Regions from separate parts of the Arachis hypogaea genome. Here region 1 is linked to region 2. A link is a contact called in public Hi-C data. All regions are on one chromosome and are shown on one strand. Each heading gives the region's core, a stretch centred on a gene start, on an enhancer-like site or on the middle of the called end of the contact. The rest is flanking DNA. Distances are from core to core; before and after follow the strand shown. Region 1 holds the start of LOC112722846 (serine/threonine/tyrosine-protein kinase HT1). Region 2 holds the start of LOC112722843 (transcription initiation factor IIF subunit alpha).

The links. Hi-C and Micro-C count contacts between places; a contact is called where the count stands out from the background.
Region 1: a Hi-C map of leaf shows a contact between it and region 2, with 5 times the contacts expected there. The contact joins the promoter of LOC112722846 here to the promoter of LOC112722843 in region 2. A contact is called at or near these places in 2 of 8 Hi-C or Micro-C datasets (both in leaf).

Annotation. Positions count from the first base shown.
Region 1 is chr11:136,909,767-136,914,396 of arahy.Tifrunner.gnm2.J5K5, forward strand. It overlaps LOC112722846 (serine/threonine/tyrosine-protein kinase HT1), which reads right to left and starts at 1,682. Exons shown (of 4, transcript XM_025774024.3): 1 at 509-1,682; 2 at 1-215. The coding sequence starts at 958. It overlaps LOC112722848 (tropinone reductase-like 3), which reads right to left. Exons shown (of 6, transcript XM_025774025.2): 6 at 4,583-4,630. It also overlaps the pseudogene LOC112721919.
Region 2 is chr11:136,778,434-136,782,854 of arahy.Tifrunner.gnm2.J5K5, forward strand. It overlaps LOC112722843 (transcription initiation factor IIF subunit alpha), which reads left to right and starts at 2,905. Exons shown (of 9, transcript XM_025774021.3): 1 at 2,905-3,340; 2 at 3,576-3,734; 3 at 3,909-4,054; 4 at 4,217-4,421. The coding sequence starts at 3,170.

The sequences.
Region 1 (4,630 bases), core at 432-2,931, 130 kb after region 2:
TTGAGAAGAAGGTTATTTGACTTGAGATCTCTGTGGATGACGCCTTGCGAGTGAAGGTACTCCATACCCCTAGATATGTCAAGAGCTAACCTTAGTATTGTTTCAATTGAAAGAGAGTATGGCTCTTTCTTGTTCAGATACATCCTCAGAGTTCCTTGTGACATGTATTCTGTTATGATACAGTACACTGGCGGTTTTTTACAAGCTGCAATAAACTGTAAAATTAAAAGAGTCATTTCAAAGAAGAAATTAAACTTATACCTCTAACTTGAATATGATCAAGTACAATAGATAGTTCACAATGCATAAATGTATACTTGAATTTTGAACTCTCAAACAGGATAATTTCCAAAATCAAACACACAATGGGACAGAAAACAAGATGAAAAAGTAGAATCTGTCTCCTATATTTCTATCTTAAGACAATTACCAAACTGGCATGAAGCTAAATAAACAAAAACAGCATAAGGACAAGAAGTTGAATATACATAAACACCCTTGGAATTACCTGAACTATGTTCGGATGAAAGAGACGTGAAAGCAAAGCAACTTCAGATTTGAACTGCTGCTCAAGCAAGGATCTTCTCTCCTCGTCCTGTGTCGGGATCCTCACCATTTTCACAGCTACGGCTCTCTGCTTGTAAATTCCACGGTAGATTCTACTGTGAGCTCCAGATGCAAACTTGTTCCCTATGAAAAGCTGTGACAAATCTGCAGTCCACTCCTCCTGATCCTCCTTAGAAGCTTCCCATGTCTCCACATTCTCAGAGTCCAATATCATGGACCATGATTCCAAGCTGTCAAATCTCTTTCTCTCCATGTTCTCTAAGTCAGAATTCATCCTTTTCTTGGAAGACGATGAAGGAGGAAGCTCCGGTAAAGGCTTACTCTTCGACCTTCGCATGCGAAGCCCATGGAAGCATGAGCCAGCCATTGAAGAAGCTCTTGTGAATTGCATGCTTTATTTATTTCAAGTTATGGTTTTGTATGTCTGTGATGCTTGTCAGAAAAGACAGTCAAATGGAACAGCTTTCCTTCTGAACGTGTGAACCGATTTCAGGAAGTGCATGAAGCCATAAACGGATTCCGAAACACGGGCTCCAACAACAAAGAACGAAAAGCATGCATCAAAATGATTCATTTACGTCTTGAGAGAAGACCCTTCTGGATTTTAACAAGAGAACAGAAAGGTGTGGTATGGAACAAGGCCACTTTTTCATGTCAAGCTTTTCTCACACTTTTCAAGAACAAGAACTCTTACTATCACACATAACCAGAGACACAAACAATAAGGGATGCTGGGGTTTCATTGTTTAACAAGAATTGGAAGCAAATGCATGGAAGTTTCATGAAAATGAAATTCTGGAAGAGAAAGAAAGAGGAAGAAGAAGAAGAAGAAGCAGTTTTTTCTTTCACGGTTTCTACAAATAGGATGGATCAGGAATCAGGAGGATTAGGTCGTTTAGCAGCATAAAGAAGAACTGATTCAGGGGTGTCTCGTGAGTTCTTGGTTCAAAAGAGAGCCTTTATTTTTAGTTTGTGTTATGGGTTACTTTGTTTCCTTTTATTGCATGCATCATCATCATTCATCATTTATCAATGAATGTAATGTTTATATAAGTGGCCACAGTGCAAAGTCTGATTAGATTTGAGGCTTGAGTTCAGCTTAGCCAACAATTTGCACTTTGCAGTCTTCTCAGACTTTGGGATATATCCTTTAACTGTAGCAAGCACCAACTTTCTTGGGTTGGGACCCAAAAAGTCCTAGAATACATGTGGCACAAAAAGTAATGCACTTGACAAGTGCCAAGTCATGAACCGTTTGATCCAGTTGCAAGTTATTACTATCTTCCCTTCTTCATAGAAATATATGAAGCTTTTTTCTTTTGGTTAGGTACTTAAATGGTACAAAGTATAGTACCTTACTGATGGATTTGGATGAACTATTTTCGCATTTTGGCTTCTAATTCCTATTCTCCTCCTTGAAGATTTTTATTATTTTGGGTTTCTCCTTTATTCCATCATTGAAATAATCAATAGAGCACTAACTAAAAGATAACAACGTGATAAGAGGGGTAACATTCTGTTTTTGGAAGAAGCATTTCAATTGCGGGTCATCGAAGCTTAATCTCCAAGCAATGGTTTGCAATTTTGCAAAGCAAAGATTCTAAGCACAGAATCAGGCCCATTTATGATAAATTCAAAGGTGTGGATTCTGATTAAAGGCTAATGCTTTGAGAAATGAAATTATGAAATAGACTTATGAAAAATAGAACCAAAAACTATTGTACCTTGTAATAAACCATCAATGGTACCATAATATTTCAATGTTGGGTTGTCTAAAAAACTTCAAAACCATTATTTAGGTAAAAACTTCTGTCCAAACTCCAAAGGCCAAACTATGTTCAAAGTTCATTTGAACATCTACCAGCTAAATGTTCTGTAAATTTATGCTTTCAATTACATTATTCATAAAAAGAGATCCGTGTGTATTCATCAAAAAACACTTCCGTCTTGCACTAAACTCTTGTTTAATTAAGATTCTAAGGAAAGCACTTTTTGTGAAGCAAAATTCGTAAAGAAAGATATTTTATGCTTTTTCTGTATGCTCTCAAACTTATTGTTCTTTTTGGTTGGTTTGTTTAGCTGCTGAGGCCCGAGTCTGGTAAATGGCCTTTGCAAAACAAAAGGAGTTGCTAAAGCTAAAACAAAAACTAAAATACTGCATCAGTTTAGCTTGTTTTTCACATTCGCAAATCGCAATACAAACTAACAAATTTCTAGGCTCACTTTCTAGTTAAGCTTTTCATAGACTAACTGAAAAGAAAACCTTTCAAAACCACTTAATATTAAGATAAACTGTTCTTTTTTTTCGCATCTAATTATTATACGTCATGCATACATCAAATAACACTTTTTAAACATGCAAAGAACAACTTGAATACTTTTCCCCCCCTTGGGTACAGAACTATATCCAACAGCAGAAACATACTATAAGAACTAAGAAGGAAACGTAAGCTACAGCCTCGATGGCATTCCCCCAGCAATGGCTAGAGTTTCCCGTCGTATAAGCATCATCATCTGATGCCAGAAAAGCTGCACCGGCAGCCATGTGCTCCGTTGTACCAAGCCTTCCAAGTAATGTCTTTTCTTCAAGCTGTAGCCTCTGCAGTAGCACACAAAGATATAGTGTGGAAGGAGATTTGAGACAAGAAAAGCATATTTAAGTCAAAAGATTACTCACAGTAGCTTCATTACTAGTAATAAACAAGGGAAAATTTGTTAGCACAAAACAGGGAGCAATACAGTTAACACGAGTGTTTGGGACCATCTCAGCAGCCAGAGCCTATGCAGCATATTACAAATAATTATCAGAGTAAAGAAACACGAAGATATATGCAGTTTTGTTAGTTTCAGAAGGAACACTTTGCAGGGCAAGTGAAGTACCTACTTTGGTAAGTCCAAAAAGGGCTGTTTTGGTCACTCCATACATATATACATAGAACTAGAAGCAGGCAGGTTGAGACTGGCAATAGAGGAAACAATAACGACAGAGGAACCCCTGTGCAAGTGAGGAGCTGCATCCTGCAAGAATAATAAAGGTGGTTAACACATTAATTAGAAACTTAGCTCATCAAATGGAGATGACATGACAGAAAGATATGGTTACCTTGAGAAGAAGTATAGAGGCTTTGACATTAATCTCCCAAAGCTTGTCAAAGACAGAGTCTTCGGTTTGCAAGATGGGGTCAACAGAAGGATTTGCAGCTGCGTTGGACACAATCACATCTATCTTTCCAGACTTCTGTAATGCTCAGCCGCATATTAAAACAGCATTCAAATAACTTATAAAACAAGTTCTAATAAAAGATAATAGTAATATAGAACTATTTATATGCAAGTAGATGTTCAGTTAAACAAATATTGAAATGAAGAAAAGGGTGACCTGTACAGTTTTGTGAATCAAATCCTTTCTCTGTTAACCATTGGAGACATGACAGACCAGGGCCAAAACTTCAATTCCTTTAGTCCTAAGTTTATCTGCAGTCTGCAACATTTTGCTGCAGATATAAGTAGGAGTAAATGAAATTGAGTAATCATATGAATATATTTAATTTGAGGGAAAGAGGAAAGGAAAGGAACCTGATTGCGAGAAGAGATGACTTCAGAAGCACCTTCCATGCCAAGCCTCTCAGCTATCCCAAACCCATTTCCCTAAGTCGAAGATGTAACAGTGGCCACCTTCCCCTCAAATCTTTTTTACCATTTCTCCAATCTCAAATTCAATCCAATAATAATCTCTCACAAGATCAACCAACATACTCGCCTATATAATCATTAATTCAGTATTATTATTAGTCACTTAGGGATTTTCACTACCTGCTTGTCTTCCTCACCTACTCAGTTTTTTACTTTTTGCCAAACTTTTTTGGTTTTGGAGGAAGGAAAAAAAAAAAAAAAGAAGGGGGGGGGGGTTATTTATTATTGGGGACACTTCCAGAAAACGAAAGGAAGAAAAAGACAGAAAAACCTAAGCATCCTGTTAGCGTTGCTAAAACTAAAACAAATACTAAATACTGTATAATTTAACTTGTTTTTCCCATTCGCAATACAAAATTAACACATATTT
Region 2 (4,421 bases), core at 1,655-4,154:
CTGTGACGTCACTGATCTACTTTGCCGTGATAGAGTGGCATCAGATAGATAGGGTTTTACCGCAGTTCGGCGGAGTCTAGCCCCGTCCACATCCCGCCCTGAACATCGACTTTCTGATGTCGAAGGACGGGAGAGGGGGTGATCGTTGGTTCCCGTCGGCTCTTTAGTTATGGCATCTTCATTGGGAGAGCCGTGCCGACCACGTTCTTCGGTACGATGTTGTTGCAGACCCTGGACCATCACATGATTACCTGCAGTGGTAGAGTCAGCATGGAAAGAGGTTTCTGTCACCAGAGATGTATTTGGGTGATCCGGGAGCCGTTCCTATTCCCGTGGAGGTGTCGCAGAGGGGTGCTGGGCGAGTACCCGACATGGATCGTGTTGACGACGTCCCGGATAGGCGTCGGGTTGAGATGAGAGCTCGTGTGGGGACACGTCGAAGCCAGCGCGAGTGGAGGTGGCTGGACCAGGCTATGGAGGAGGGTGATGGGGACAGCCGCCCTGGAGGAAGACGACGAGGCCACGGAGGCAGACGGAGAGGACGTGCTGCGGCTGACGATCACGGACACCATGGTCATGACGACGACGACGATCGGCACGGGCCCGTGGGTGGGGACGCTGGAGGGCATGCTGCAGTGGGGAGTGTTAGTCCCCATCATGTAGGGCATGGAGATGAGTGGTACGGCTCTGGTATGGGGGACGGGACAGATCAGGGTGATGGTGGACTTGGCTTAGGGCCGCTAGGCGATTACTTTGTTGGTGTCCCTGCCGATGATATGACACATCAGGAGAGTACGCCTTGGGTTAGCCCGGGTTCGATGTTTTCAGACTTCCTGGCAGCTGACGGGCTTGATGCGGCATATAGCGGTTCACACTTTCTAGATGAGCTTACTGCCATCATGCAGGAGGATGATGCGGCCCGTCGGCGTGGTCAGAGTTCTGGCACGCCTGCACCGTTAGCTGTCGATCTTAACGAGCCTCCTTCGATGGCAGTTGCTGACCCTTTTGCATTGGGTGGTACTCCTCCTTCCACCTATACTGCTGCATCACATTCAGGTGCCAAGCCGTCTGGGGCCTCCGTCCAGCCTAGGCCACCTGCACAGCCTGCCCCGGACGAGGAGGATGATGAGATTGAAGACAAAGAGCCGCTTATCCGGAGAGGCTAGAGGACACGAGTACCCCGTCGTTGCTTCACCGGTTCGCATCTTTTTAGATGATTGATGTATCTTGTATGGCTTTTTTTCATGTTCATTGTTGTATTTTAGCGAACTTTATTATTGTATTTTGACTATTTATGTTTCGGTTCGTTAGAATTTTATCATGATGTTGTACTTTGAAAACGGCATTTCAATGCTACTTTCGGTAACTATGTTATTGTAGAGCTTTTCTTTGCCTTGTGTTTTCAACAGACTTCTCGAACAATTTTTTCTCTTAATCGATCCTCTGTGGTGAACCAACATTACGAAACGTGAACATCCTCACTAATTCGAACTAGCACATTTCGAATTGACCAATATGTAATTCGAAACACCCCAATTCAAATTACTACTAGTGGTGAAACGTGCATAGTTCGAATCAGTGAGATTCGAATTATATAGGGTTGCAACATCATGCTAATTCGAATCAGCATGTTTCGAATTAAGTTAAGCTAATTCGAATTGCACCAATTCAAATTACGTTGGATGCATGCGTGTAAGTAGTTCGAATTGCACTAATTCGAACTACATTCAAATTGAGTTCGAATCGTGGTGATTCGAATTACATAGTTATGCACATTGGTTGATTGTTGAATCAATTTTTTCATTGGCTTATTCGTGTAATATTAAACCAACCATGGCTTATTTTGTTTTTTTACCCGATATATTATGAGGGTAATTTGGGAATTGTATTTAATTTTTTAGGATTCGGATAATTTTGTCTGCAAAAGCCTATCTTTCATGGGTATAATTTTAATTTTCATTTTTTATGGGTAAAAATGTCAGTGTTCGAATCTTTCATGGTTAAAAATGGTTATTTTCTCAATTTTTTATGTACTTTTTTTGAATATTAATTGATCAAACATATTCATTTTAATCTCTTCTACCAACTTTTTTAAGTATTAATTGCATGCTAAAAGTTTGGATTATTGATATTATTAATATTTTTTTATTATTTTCAGAAATTATATTTTTATATTTATAAATATACGTATCTCGTTTACACTATACATGTGTTGCGTCCACCTGTCTTATCTCGTTTACACTGTAAACGAGATACATGCAAATCTCGTTTATAATGTAAACGAGATAAGGGAAGGACATTTATTTTGGTAAATATTTTTTAAATTATTTATTTCAATAATTATTATAATTATTTTATTTATTAAAATAAAAATCCCCTAATACTATGTAGTATGCATGCGGCATGCCACGCTTCAATTCTTCAACTTCTGTATCTTCTATTCTTCTATTCTTCTATTCTTCTTCTTCTATTTGGCTCACAAAGTCAGAGACTTGTGAAGCAACGTGAAATAGTGGTTGTGTAAGGAGTTGGAAGGGTTTTGGATGGTGAGAGTTGGAAGGGTTTTGAATCATGAATTCTTGAGGTGAATGAAAATGAGGATTTAGTGGTTGTGTAAGGGATGACAATAAAATTCGCCTTTGATGAAGGAAAAAAATGAAAAAAAAGAAGAAAAAGAAAAGAGAGATTTTTAGTTCCTGCAACCTTTTGGAGGTGACACTTGACACGGTTATTTGTCATCTGGTAGCAATGGTCAATTTATTTATTTTTCTTAATGGGTGAGACTTAATTGAGATTTAAGAATGATTAAGGTGTAATATCTCCCACGGACAAAAAAAGTTAGGACCGAATAGGATATTTATTCAAAAATAAATTTATTTAAAGGCCCAATTAATGTGCAAGCCCAAGCTCAGATGGGTTCGTAACCTCGCAGTGCTATAAAATGCCAAGCCTATTGAGAGAATGCTCAAATCTGAGGAAAAGTCGGGAGATGAATTCAGTGTCGTACCGTCGTCGTAGATATTATTACATACATAACATTACAAATCGGTGGTGCGCGCCGCTGAGTTAAAATCTTAGAAGATGCGCACCAAAAATTGCTATTGAATTTATTACATGAAACCGTAGACTCTTGCGAATTAGCGTTTTGGATTGATTGATTACCGGGAAAATGTCGATGGACCTGCAACTGAAGGCGTCGTGCGGTGGATGTGGATCAACCACCGACCTTTACGGAAGCAATTGCAAGCACATGACTCTCTGTTTGACCTGCGGCAAGACCATGGCTGAGAAAAAGGCCAAATGCTTCGACTGTGGCGCCACCATCACTCGCTTGATTCGAGTTCGATTTCAATTCCGATGTCTCCGTTCATTCATTCATTTTTCCCTTCCCGGATTTCTATTGTTTTTCCACCTAATAATTCATACTTGGTTCTTCGATGGCATGGCATTCTAATTCCTTTCGCTTCGTTGCAAGCATTACGACAGTTGCATATACAAACTAGCATTTTTACTCTTTCGTTATTGTTATTTGCTGATTAACGAAAGCATATGGTCAATGGTGTTGTTTGTGACAGGAATATAATGTTCGTGCAAGCTCAACCACTGACAAAAATTACTTCATTGGAAGATTCGTGACTGGGTTGCCTAATTTCTCTAAGAAGAAAAGTGCTGAAAACAAGTGGTCCCTTCAGAAGGATGGACTGCAGAACCGCCAAATTACTGATGCTTTGCGGGTATTGAATCTTATCCATCCTTCCATGTGCAAATTGATGATATGGGATTGAAAGTGATATTCCCCTTATCTAATATTTTTCGTTGAAGCTTGACATGTTAGCATTGTATTTTTGCTTTCACCATGGAAATCCCAGATGTTTATTTCCTGCATATTTGCTTATTGTATGTCATAGGAGAAGTACAAGAACAAGCCTTGGCTGTTGGAGGATGAAACGGGTCAGTTCCAATACCAGGGTAATCTCGAAGGTGCACAATCAGCTACATATTACCTTCTCATGATGGAAAGGAAGGAGTTTGTTGCCATTCCTGCTGGTTCTTGGTATGTTTGTTCTTTTCAGAATAAGGGTGGTGTTCCTCTCTGAGAATTTTCCCGTGGTTTTAGTTTTATTTTTCTTTTTGTTGCGCTTACCAGTCAAATCAAAGGAAGAATGCAGATGTATAATAATGCATATTTATTCTCTTTTCGTAAAAAAATCTTTAGGTACAACTTTAACAAGGTTGCACAGTATAAGCAATTGACTCTGGAGGAAGCAGAAGAGAAAATTAAGAATAGAAAGAAAACTGCAGATGGATATGAAAGATGGATGATGAAAGCTGCAAATAATGGACCTGCTGTATTTGGTGAACGTGCAAAATTTGAAGAGAAGGAGAGCACTGCCGGGAAAGGCCGCAAAAAAGGTGGTGAT